Linked DNA regions of Pan troglodytes: region 1 is linked to region 2. Evidence: chromatin contacts called from public HiChIP or PLAC-seq data. All regions are on one chromosome and are shown on one strand. The core of a region is the stretch at or near the end of the contact, and the rest is flanking DNA. Distances in the headings are between cores, read along the strand shown.

Region 1 (5,148 bases), core at 352-2,851, 560 kb before region 2:
AAATGGCATCAGTACAATCAACATACACAATTTTTACAAACAACTTTTAGATTTGCATCTACATACATTTTAAAAGGCAGTGTGCCTGTTTATAAATCTCTACTCTAATTTAGTTTCAGAGCTTTTTACTACCCTGATCACTGATAATGCCATAGTCAAAAGGCAAACTCGAAATAAAAATCAATCTAAAAATGGTACTGCATGCCAAATAAGAAAATATATACACTTTATCATTAAGCTACAGCTAACAGAAATCTAATCAACGATCCTTATGATTTCCTCGTATCTAAAAAATAAATGCAAGCACTTGAGGAACTGTATAAATACAGGGCATCTACCCTACAATACTACTTTATTAAAATAATAAATTCTTTTAATAAGTTTAACCGGACATAAGGCTCAGGGAAAACTACTCTGTGCATATCAGCGTACGGTGCTGAAACTGTAAAAGACGACCTGTCTCTGACATCATACTCATCTTTACTCTCCTGATGTCGTAAGGGACGTAAGAAAAACCACATTATAAGCCTAAATGTACTGTCTTCAAGTATCTCCATGATTAAAGTGTTCCTAAGAAACCGTCCTTATTTCTTTCTATCCCTCATTTGTGTGCATGGAGCCGTTAGTTCAGGGTTCTCCAATTTCAGTCCACGATTTATGCCACATTTCCGTACCTCTTGTACTAACATAACCGTTTAAACCAACTCACTATTTTAAAAGCTGCCAACCTTAACATGCCACACTAAATGAGCGGGTCCCCTTGTGCCGTGAATGAGGTAGTCCCAACAGCGCTAGCTAGACAGCAGCCCTGGCAGGGAGGCCGCACTGGCGTCTCTCCGCTGAAAAGGAAGGTGGGTCCGCCGGGGAAGGTGAGTACTGGGCGCAGCTCGCTCGCCCACCTGGCCACTCTCCGAAGCGCCCCCAGCCACCTGGACTCCGAGGAAGGGCTGACCACCTGGCGGGGCCGAACCCCACGCCGGGCTGCGCCACGCCGGACTCCGCCACGCCGGACTCCGCCAGTGTGCAGGGCATAGCGGGCCAGGCCGAGGGACTGGGCTCCGGGGCGGACCCGAGCCGGCGCGGACGCGCCTGGTGGTTCGCAGGCCGTTGCGCAAACCGGCCGCAAGCCATGAGGCTGCGAAGCCAGAGTCACCAAGGCAGCCTGGGCCGCCTCCAGACCAGGACACGGCCGCCCCTTGCCCCTCCGACTTGCGCACAGGCGGTTACAGGGTTGCCGCAAGCACGCCCCTGAGCCTTCCCGCCGTTACCTCGGGCCGGCGCTGCGCACGCGCGCCACCGCTAAGCTTACGTCCAGCCGCTGTAGTCGGCGCGTTTGTTCCGCCCACTGCCCCCACACTTTTAATAATTGAAACAATGCCTTCTCCAGACTTCCCCTGCACGCGAGCAAATGAACTCACCCACATCCGGGAATCCGAGGAAAGCGAGTGCAGACACGTGATGCGGGGGAGGGGGGGCGTGGCAGGAGGAAGCGCCTGCCGCGGTGGCCGGGTGCCGGTAAGGGTTTCCAGCGCCCCCGGCCTAGGTTTTGGAGGCGCGGGAATGCGTTCGTTGCTCAGTGTCGGACTTCCCCCTATTCCCATCGGCCGAGGCTGTCACTTTACGCTTATAACCGTTTTTCTTTACTGCACTCGTGTCGGGAGGAAAGGGACTTGCGTGCCACCCCCAGACCTCCCCGTCTCCGCTTCCACGTTTGGTACATCCTGCCTCAGGCAGGAAGCCGCCGCTGAGGGGCGGCCTGTCGTACGGTGCGGATGGTGGTGGCCTGCGAGGCTCATTTCTAGCAAGGAACAAGGCTTTCCCGCTTTGATTTTATAAATATATGTTTACAAAGCTATAATATATAGAAGCTATAATATATAGAAATTGATAAGACGTGTCCCTGTCCCGGGAAACGCAGGCACCGCGTGTTTGGAAAGACATTCATCTGGGCTGTTTGACAGACTCCCCAGTTGGTGCCATGCTCTGTGCTTAGGGAACTGTGAGACCCCTGGAGGGGTGGGTACCAGGACCGCGCTCAGCCTGGGGTTTGGAGGCGGCCTCCTATAGGAAGCGACCTGGGACCTAAGATTTTTAGACTGACTGTGGGTTCACTGGAATAAAAAGGAAGAAACAAAGAGCATTGCAGGCATCGGGACTGTCACGTGAGTAAGAAAAGTTTGTTCAGGAAACAGTGGTCGTACTGGGTGACGAGTACTTGGGACGGTGGCTTTAATACACAAGATAATCAGTGTGCACTGGGCATTGATTATCTTGATGCTTCCCATCCTTCCAGCCCCTTATGAGGGAAGGCACCTTCGCGCCTAATCCCGGAAATGGGATGTTGACCTTCAAGAGCTGACGCCTGCGTTTATCTTGAAAGGAAGAGTGGCATTAGTGATGTGGAAAAGGGGGTTTTAACTGTCAAGGCTGGAAAATGTGACAGGGTTGGAGGTGTTTGGAGAAGGGACAGGTGAAAAAGATTGAGACCAAATGTGGAAAGCTCTACTAAGGAATCATGGGTACAAAATGTACACGTAACAGTTGGAGGCAATAATACCTGAGCAATTGACCACAAAGCTGACCTAGCTTGTTTAGTAGATTAAGTTAGGACAAGAAGCAAGAGTTCAAGGAGAGAAGGCCTACTGAAGCTCGAGTGATTTGAGAAAACTTTACAAAGGTGGAAAATCTACGTGGGCCTCCGAAAGTCAGGTTTGGATCAGCTGAGGAAAGTGAGAAGGGTATCCCAGGAGACAGAGCAGCAAGGACAAAGGAGTAGCAGCAGGAAAGTGGGGAGCACTTGTAAGACAGGGACTTCAAAAGTATAACCAAAACTTCGTCTTGCTTTGAGTTATCCACTGGGTAGTACTCGGTTAATTATTGAGTACTGGATTAATTAAGCCCTCACCTGGCTCACCGGTGACAGAAATAGCAGGGCGCATTTTGCTTAACTTTTGCCCAGATCCTTGTCATGGGGGTAAAAACCCTTTCCCACACCAATCTGTGTATAATTTTTGCCAAGGTGTTAGGGATATCTTGCAGTTATCCTATGGGGGACAGCTGTGAGCCTTTTTGGGTTTTTTTGGTTTTTTTTTTCCGAGACGGAGTCTTGCTCTGTCGCCCAGGCTGGAGTGCAGTGGCGCGTGGCGCTATCTCGGCTCACTGCAAGCTCCGCCTCCCAGGTTCACGCCATTCTCCTGCCTCAGCCTCCCGAGTAGCTGGGACTACAGGCGCCTGCCACCATGATCGGCTAATTTTTTGTATTTTTAGTAGAGACGAGGTTTCACCCTGTTAGCCAGGATGGTGTTGATCTCCTGACCTCGTGATCCGCCCACCTCGGTCTCCCAAAGTGCTGGATTACAGGCGCGAGCCACCGCGCCCGGCCCTGTGAGCCATTTTTACAAAAACTTCCACCTGCCTTGGCCCAAACCTCAGCGTTCTTAGGCACAGGAGCTCATGAACATACTGAGATAGCACTAAACTGGACTATGCGAAGGGACCAACTACAGACCTGACACAAATCCTCAAGGCAAGACGATGTCTGAAGTTGAGCTTGTAAAGGAAATGGCTTCCTTCCTTAAAATATCACCCAGGCTGAGCTCTGAAAAAAGCACCTCCAGATGGTGGGTTCCACCCCGCTCCCCCACCCCAAAATTGCTTATTGTGTGAGTCTCCATAGTCTCAGAAACTGAGAGTACCTTTGATGCCAGTGGCTTCCGGGCTTTTTGGATTGTCACTTGGTAGCAGGGAGCACCCATAGGATGATGCCTATGATGAGTCAGGGCCCAACCTTGGAAACAGGGAAATCCAGAAGTATCCTCCAAGCTAGCCAGCCTTTTGGATTAGATTATAGCAGTTTCAGAGAAAAATGGGGAATCAGCCATGGTCAAGGAGCTAAATAAGCATCGTGACCATTTGGGCCAGAAATTGAAGGGAGTGTAGCGTTAAGAATTAGAGGAAGGAACCTCCGAGGAAGGAGCTACCCCAAAGGGAAGCAGAAACTGGAGAAACTTTAGCAGTATGAGGTTCTACCACTGGTGTTCACCTAGAAGTGCTTTGTTCAGATCTCAGCCTGGGTACTATTTTAGGGAAGGAAGCCGTTTCCTTTACAGTATGTTCGTGTAACTCCTGTGCCTAAGAATGCTGAGGTTTGAGCCAGGGGCTAGAAAAGGAAACTTAGCTGGCCATTATGAATCAGGGACTCATCAAAGGCATCACAAACAGGAAAAGGTGAATGTTCAAGTTAGAAGAGAAGAGCTACATTGAGATGCAACATATTAATATTTGAGGGCCTCGTTTAACGTGTTGCTCTCCTGTCACACTCTATGACACTGGTCTGTCAGCTGGGCTATGCCTGTCCAGTATACACTATAAAATATGTATCAGTTGGGGTTGGAGAGAGGAACTGTGATCAAAGTAGTCACCCGGCCCATATGAGAAAATGAACCTTTTCCCAAAAGGTGGCCCCAGACTAAAAAGCCTGGAGAATCCTAATAGTGGATTATACCATCTCTTCAGTCTTCGTGTTTAAGAAATAACCTCTTTGGCTTACAGATTTGACAAGATCAAAGCTGCAGGAAAATGGACAGTGAGGTTCAGAGAGATGGAAGGATCTTGGATTTGATTGATGATGCTTGGCGAGAAGACAAGCTGCCTTATGAGGATGTCGCAATACCACTGGTAGGTTATGATTTGAGCTGAGGATGGGTTAAAGGTATTGATCTGGCAGTAACTAGTGGAGGAGGGATATCAATGGAAGATAAACTAGTGTGGCAAAGAAATCAAAGCTGTGGAATTCTCTAACTCTAGAAGCTTCTGGAGATCATCCAGTTGTATGTTTTATTTAAAGAAAAATGTGGTTCAGGGAGCTAACGTGGCCAGGTCAGTTAGGAGTCATGCCAGGACTAGAGCCCAGATTTTCTGAGCCATGTTCTGTCCACCACACGAAAACCAGAGAAACCAAATAATGAGAGTTTAATGCGCAAGATGGGGAGGAACAAGAAGCAGCAGCATATGAGCTCTGTTTCTTACTTCCCTGCCTGTGGCTCATCAGTCTTTTGGCATTTTTAGAAACTTACATTCTTGGAGCATACACCTATCTTAGGTTCCCTGGAAAATATTCAGAAGATACCTGGGTATTCTTTTGCGTTT
Region 2 (5,115 bases), core at 2,477-4,976:
TATTTTTGAGATGGAGTCTTGCTCTGTCACCCAGGCTGGAGTGCAGTGGCACAATCTTGGCTCACTGAAACCTCTGCCTCCTTGGTTCAAGCGATTCTCCTGCCTCAGCCTCCAGAGTAACTGGGATTACAGGCCTGCGCCACCACACCTGGCTAATTTTGGTACTTTTAGTAGAGACAGGGTTTCACCATGTTGGCCAGGCTGGTCTCAAACTCCTGACCTCAAGTGATCCTCCCGCCTCAGCCTCCCAAAGTGTTGGGATTACAGGCGTGAGCCACTGCGCCCTGCCAGCACCTGCATCTTGTAAACAGAGGAAGTGCTCATGACATAGACCCCAGGGGCCCATGGCCATGGAGATTAGAGGTAATGCAACTGTCAACCCATTAGCCTGGTATCAGGCAAGTACCAGACACTGCTTATTCCTTCAGTGAAGTTCTGCTGGGCTCTGAGAAGGCCAGATCACTGCTCTTGGGTTTATATCCAGAAGCAGAGTTGGACGCAAACAGCTACGTCCATGGCACAAAACAGAATTAATATCATAATCAAATTGATCACATGGTCACAACCAGTACTACTACTCCCAAGAAAATCTTTCTTCTCAGCTGTCAGCAGGGAATATAATAGTGTCACTTTCATTTCACTTCTAGAGCAAAGCTTAACAAACTTTCTTGAGTGTGTGACACTCACAGAGGATGCAAATTCCCAACACCCTCCACCCAGCCCCAGCGTCTACTTCTGTGGGTCTAACGGGGACCCAGGAATGGCTCTTTTAATGGCCCCCTCATGAGATTGATGTGGGTGGTTCCCAAATCCTGTGAGGTGGGCTGTCAGTGCAATAGAGCCTGGGGTATGCCCATTTGTGCTTAGGCCACTGAGAAATTTACAGGCTCGATAGGCCTTTGGTATGTTCAAAGGTGAGTGAAGGATAACAAGGTGAAGAGATGCCTGTGAAGAGAAGCCTGTGAATCTGATTTTTTGGATGGCTGCAACTAAGAGTCAATGGGCATGAAAAACAATCCAAGAGCTCACATTTATATGAGGCCCTTATCAGTACTGAGAGAGACATTCTCACTTCACAAGCTTGGATGTGCAAAAAGAAAAAAATCACTTATTTCTTTAAATCAGTTATTGATTTCAAACCCCCTATCCTACTGTCTGGCTGGAAATTCAATATCAACCATGCTTGGGTCTGGTTCCTAGAGCCATCTGAAGGTCCTTGGATGCCTACGCATTCAAGGGTGCCATTGTGGGTCTTTGGTCCCTTTCCCATTTGAGGCTGTTTAATGGCCCTGCTTCTCACCTGAGCCTGGAAACCCTACAAAGCCGAGACCCCAGGGTTAGGCCCACCTCCCTGTGCACACTCGCAGCTATGCCCTCTCCCGGCCCCAGTCCTAGGAAGCCCACTCCTCTGCACCACTCCCTCTCCCTACAGAATCCAGCTCCTCAAGGGCTGAACAAAAAAGCCAGAAAAGGAAGAGTGCAGGAACCTTTTTTATTCAATCCTTCTTTTACCCTTCTTGGAAAAAGCGCAAATACAGTGATAACTAAATACCATATCTCTATCAATTATCCTTTGGCCCAAAGCCCTTTGGGGTGATCCTCCATGATGGATGCCCCATGTAAAGGTGAGGAATCTGATCCTGAGGAAGCAACCATTATGGCCAATTTCACATAGATAATAGCTGGCCAGGTCTAGACTCAAACCAGGCTGTCCACCTCTCTCTGGTCCAGCCCAATTGCCCCAGCTGAGTCATTCTGAAGAGTCAGCATGGACTAAAATGGTGGGGAGGCCCCTCTTTTCCCACTGACATTCACTGGCCCATGGGAGGGAAGTGGGGGAATCTCTTGAGGGCCATTAAGGTGGGTAACAAAGGCAAAAGAACCAGGTAACAGTTCATTTACTTACCTTCTATTCAACTAGCAACAACATCACAACTATTCATTAAACAGGGCCAATTTATCCCTATAGCACCATGAGTTAAAGAGAGTTGTGGAGAAAAGAGACAAAGAGGGAAGGGTTTTGAGAAGAAAAGGCCCTGAGAATCCTGCACACAGACCTTCAAGGGAACAGCTCCATCTGGTGACTGCTTAGCAGATTCTTGCTCAAGAAACAAAGCCATATTGTGATTTTATTCAACCACTCTCAAAGATGGAGAGATACAGTTAAGCTGGAGGCTGAAGCCAGTCAGTATCAAATTGATACTAAAATATTATATTGCAGCAAATCCAGAAGAAATACATCCTATCTTTCGCAACCACAGGAAGTAAATACCTGGAAGAAAGGTCCATCTCCTGCCAGTAGCACCAGATACCAGATTCATTATAACCTTTCATCAGAGATTAAATATGGAAACAGATCCTGGAAAAGCCCTTGGCAAATCATAAATGAGTGGAAGTTTTTCTCCATGGCATACCCTGGCCATTCCTCCACTCTCCCAGCCACATCATGTCTCCAGCCCTGCTACAACTTGACAGCAATAATAATAACTAAAATGTGCACAGATCTTTACAGTTTACCAAGCCATTAACCCATTTAAAACACTTCTTTAATCAGTAAATCAGTGGGGAAAGGCTTGGCTATGCTGTGGTAACAGACCTCTCGAATCTTAGTCACTTGACACAACAAAAGATGATATCTCGCTCACAGAACCTGTGGTGATCTGGGTGACTCTCAGGTCGGTGGCTCAGTAGTGCCCCTCTGCCTGCTCAGGGCCTGGAGGATTGGCCTGAGAGCCCCCCCAACCAGTGTCTCAGTAACTCAGACTGTTTGGAACCTGAGGTACCTCCATTTCATTATAAGCTGCCATGATGGATGGGGCAGGGGAAGAAAGTCCTGGAAGATCCTGCACTGCTAAGCAATGCTTTGTCCCAAAGTAACGCTCTTCACTCTGCTCCCAGCCTAGCTGCCGCAAGAGCGGAACAGAATATTCTGTGTGCTCAGGAGAAGAAAAGAGCAGATATGGTTGAGCACTACTGTGCTCTACTGTGGGTAGTGAACCTAGGTGGACACAGTTGCTCACCGGGACACTTAAACCAGCTTTGCGGGGCTGTCGGGGTCGGGAAGCACAGTCTGGAAAGATTTCCCAATGGAGGAAGCACCAATTGTGGGTCCCTGAAGCTGAGGGGATGATGCCCAGGCAAGGCCGAGGCAGTCTGCAGAGGGCTGGGGAGGTGGGAAAGACGATTTTGCTCAGAGGAGGCAGAGATGGGGTGGTGGCTGAGAGAGATGCAGGGTCAAGGAAAGGATGGCTTCAGAGGGGAGAGATTTCCTGGGGCAAAAGGCCACAGGATGGGGAGGCTGCGGGGTCCAAGAGGACAGCCGATGGAGCGAGACCCTGCAGGCAAGGAGGAGATGGGGTGACTCTCATGGCAGAATCGCACCAGAGTTCCCACAGCCCTGTGCGGCCACTATGACTAGTCCCATCCTGTACATGGAGAAAACGAGGCTCCTTCCAGTTGTCCCTCACGCCTCCCTTGATTTATGTACTACCTGATGTGTATAAGGACAGGTGGTGACAAACACATGGTCCCTACCCTTCAAGGACATATAATCCAGAGCTAGGACAAGACCTTAACACAGGGCAAAGTACTATGCTCTGAGTTCATTTGATGAGCGATGGGAGAACGGGCTTGATCCTAGCCATGCGGGAGAGACTGGAATTCAAGAGAGTCAAATGTGCTGGGAAAGACTTTCTGGGCAAAAGGAATAAGCAAAGGTGTGCAAAGGTAAGGAAGCAGGAAACCTTTGCACATCTTGAGAACTCGCCGGCCAGAGGCCTGTGAAGGAGCGCAGTGGTCAGGCAGGAGAGGCAGTCGGATGCAGGCTGAGACCATCCTGAAGGGTCTTGAGGCTGGCTTACCCCAGGCTGTGAGTAGTGGGCTCAGCCTAGTCCCGGCTCCTGGGTTAGTGCTCACGTGTCTCTCTGCCCACTCAGGGCCTGGAGGAATGGCCTTAGAGCCCCCCACCAACCAGGCTCAGGAAGGCATTCCTAGCTCAGAGTACCCTCCTGGAGTCTACACTGGAAGGGGCTCCTGAGTGGGCCGCGCCACACCCCGAGGAGCAGAGGCGCAGTCCTCCCGCGTGCTCCCAGCACACTCCACCCCTACCCAGCACACCCATGGGGCCCCCACCTTGCTCACCTGGGGGGAACCACCCACTCTGCGCCCTCTCAGGGAGAGGTGGTGGCCGCTGCTCTATCCCCTCCCTCTCTTCCTCTTCCACCTTCTCTCTCTTCTCATCTGGGTGCTGGAACCCAAGCGTGAAACTGAGAGTCAGAAAGTCTCAGTCTCAAGGCAGAGCGGGGCAACTAATTTAAAACGGCTTCTACTCCGGCCCCCAGTGTGACTAATCTCCTCCTCTTCGCTCCACAGGTCTATAAATGGGCCACAGTAGGCACCCCTTTTTAAATCTGTAAAATCCCCAAATCCATTAAAAGTGACTTCAGAGGTCCCAGATAGGGACCAACATTTGTTTAAACCTTTTCCTCATTACATCTCATGACCGCCAGCTTACAAAAGAGAGACTGGGGGTTCTGGATGAGACGTATGCAATCCCTGAGTCCACCTCGGAAAGGACAGAGGCAGGTGTCACACCGTTCCTCTTTGACCCGAATCGCTTGAATCCCAGAGTTTCAACAGCTCAGGTGGGTTGAAGGCTCAGAATGTACCAGACATCCGAAGCGCTTTACATACATTTGCTCCTTGAATCTTCACGACAGCCCTGTGAGATGCAATAATCATGCCATTCCACAGACGAGGAAACGGGCCCAGGGGACTGCGGTCTCGGCTCCTTTCCTCTGGCTTTCTCAGAAAAGGCGCGGAGGCCCCCGCCGGGTGGGCGAGGCGGGGTGGGCGGCCCCTTGCGCCCTGGAGTCGCATTCCGCCACCAGGGGGCGCCGCCCCTCCGCCGCGGCCCGGGGAAGCCACCCGCGGAGGCGCCACGCCCAGCCCGCCCACGGGACGCCCCCGCGGCCCCACAGCCAGCCGGGAGGGACTCCACCACCCGGCTCAGCGCGCCTCGGACAGCCCGCTTCCCCGCCGGGGCGCCCTCGGGCCTGCGGGGCTCCCCGCGCCCACCGCACGCACGCACGCCTCCCCCTACTCGGAGGGCCCGGG

Evidence for each region. HiChIP or PLAC-seq counts read pairs in DNA pulled down with a chosen protein or histone mark.
Region 1: a contact with region 2 is called in an H3K4me3 HiChIP or PLAC-seq map of stem cell-derived excitatory neurons, with 7 times the contacts expected there. The contact joins the promoter of CEP63 here to the promoter of LOC100611124 in region 2. A contact is called at or near these places in 1 of 7 Hi-C or Micro-C datasets (stem cell-derived neural progenitor cells) and 1 of 1 datasets of contacts at active chromatin or transcription factors (stem cell-derived excitatory neurons).

What each region holds. Positions count from the first base shown.
Region 1 is chr2:137,723,801-137,728,948 of NHGRI_mPanTro3-v2.0_pri, reverse strand. CEP63 (centrosomal protein 63) reads right to left here and starts at 1,601. Exons shown (of 14, transcript XR_008547113.2): 1 at 1,419-1,601. ANAPC13 (anaphase promoting complex subunit 13) reads left to right here and starts at 780. Exons shown (of 3, transcript XM_016941990.4): 1 at 780-869; 2 at 4,552-4,677. The coding sequence starts at 4,579.
Region 2 is chr2:137,167,621-137,172,735 of NHGRI_mPanTro3-v2.0_pri, reverse strand. LOC100611124 reads left to right here and starts at 3,726. Exons shown (of 2, transcript XM_063806245.1): 1 at 3,726-3,958; 2 at 3,960-4,406. The coding sequence starts at 3,818. The coding sequence ends at 4,316.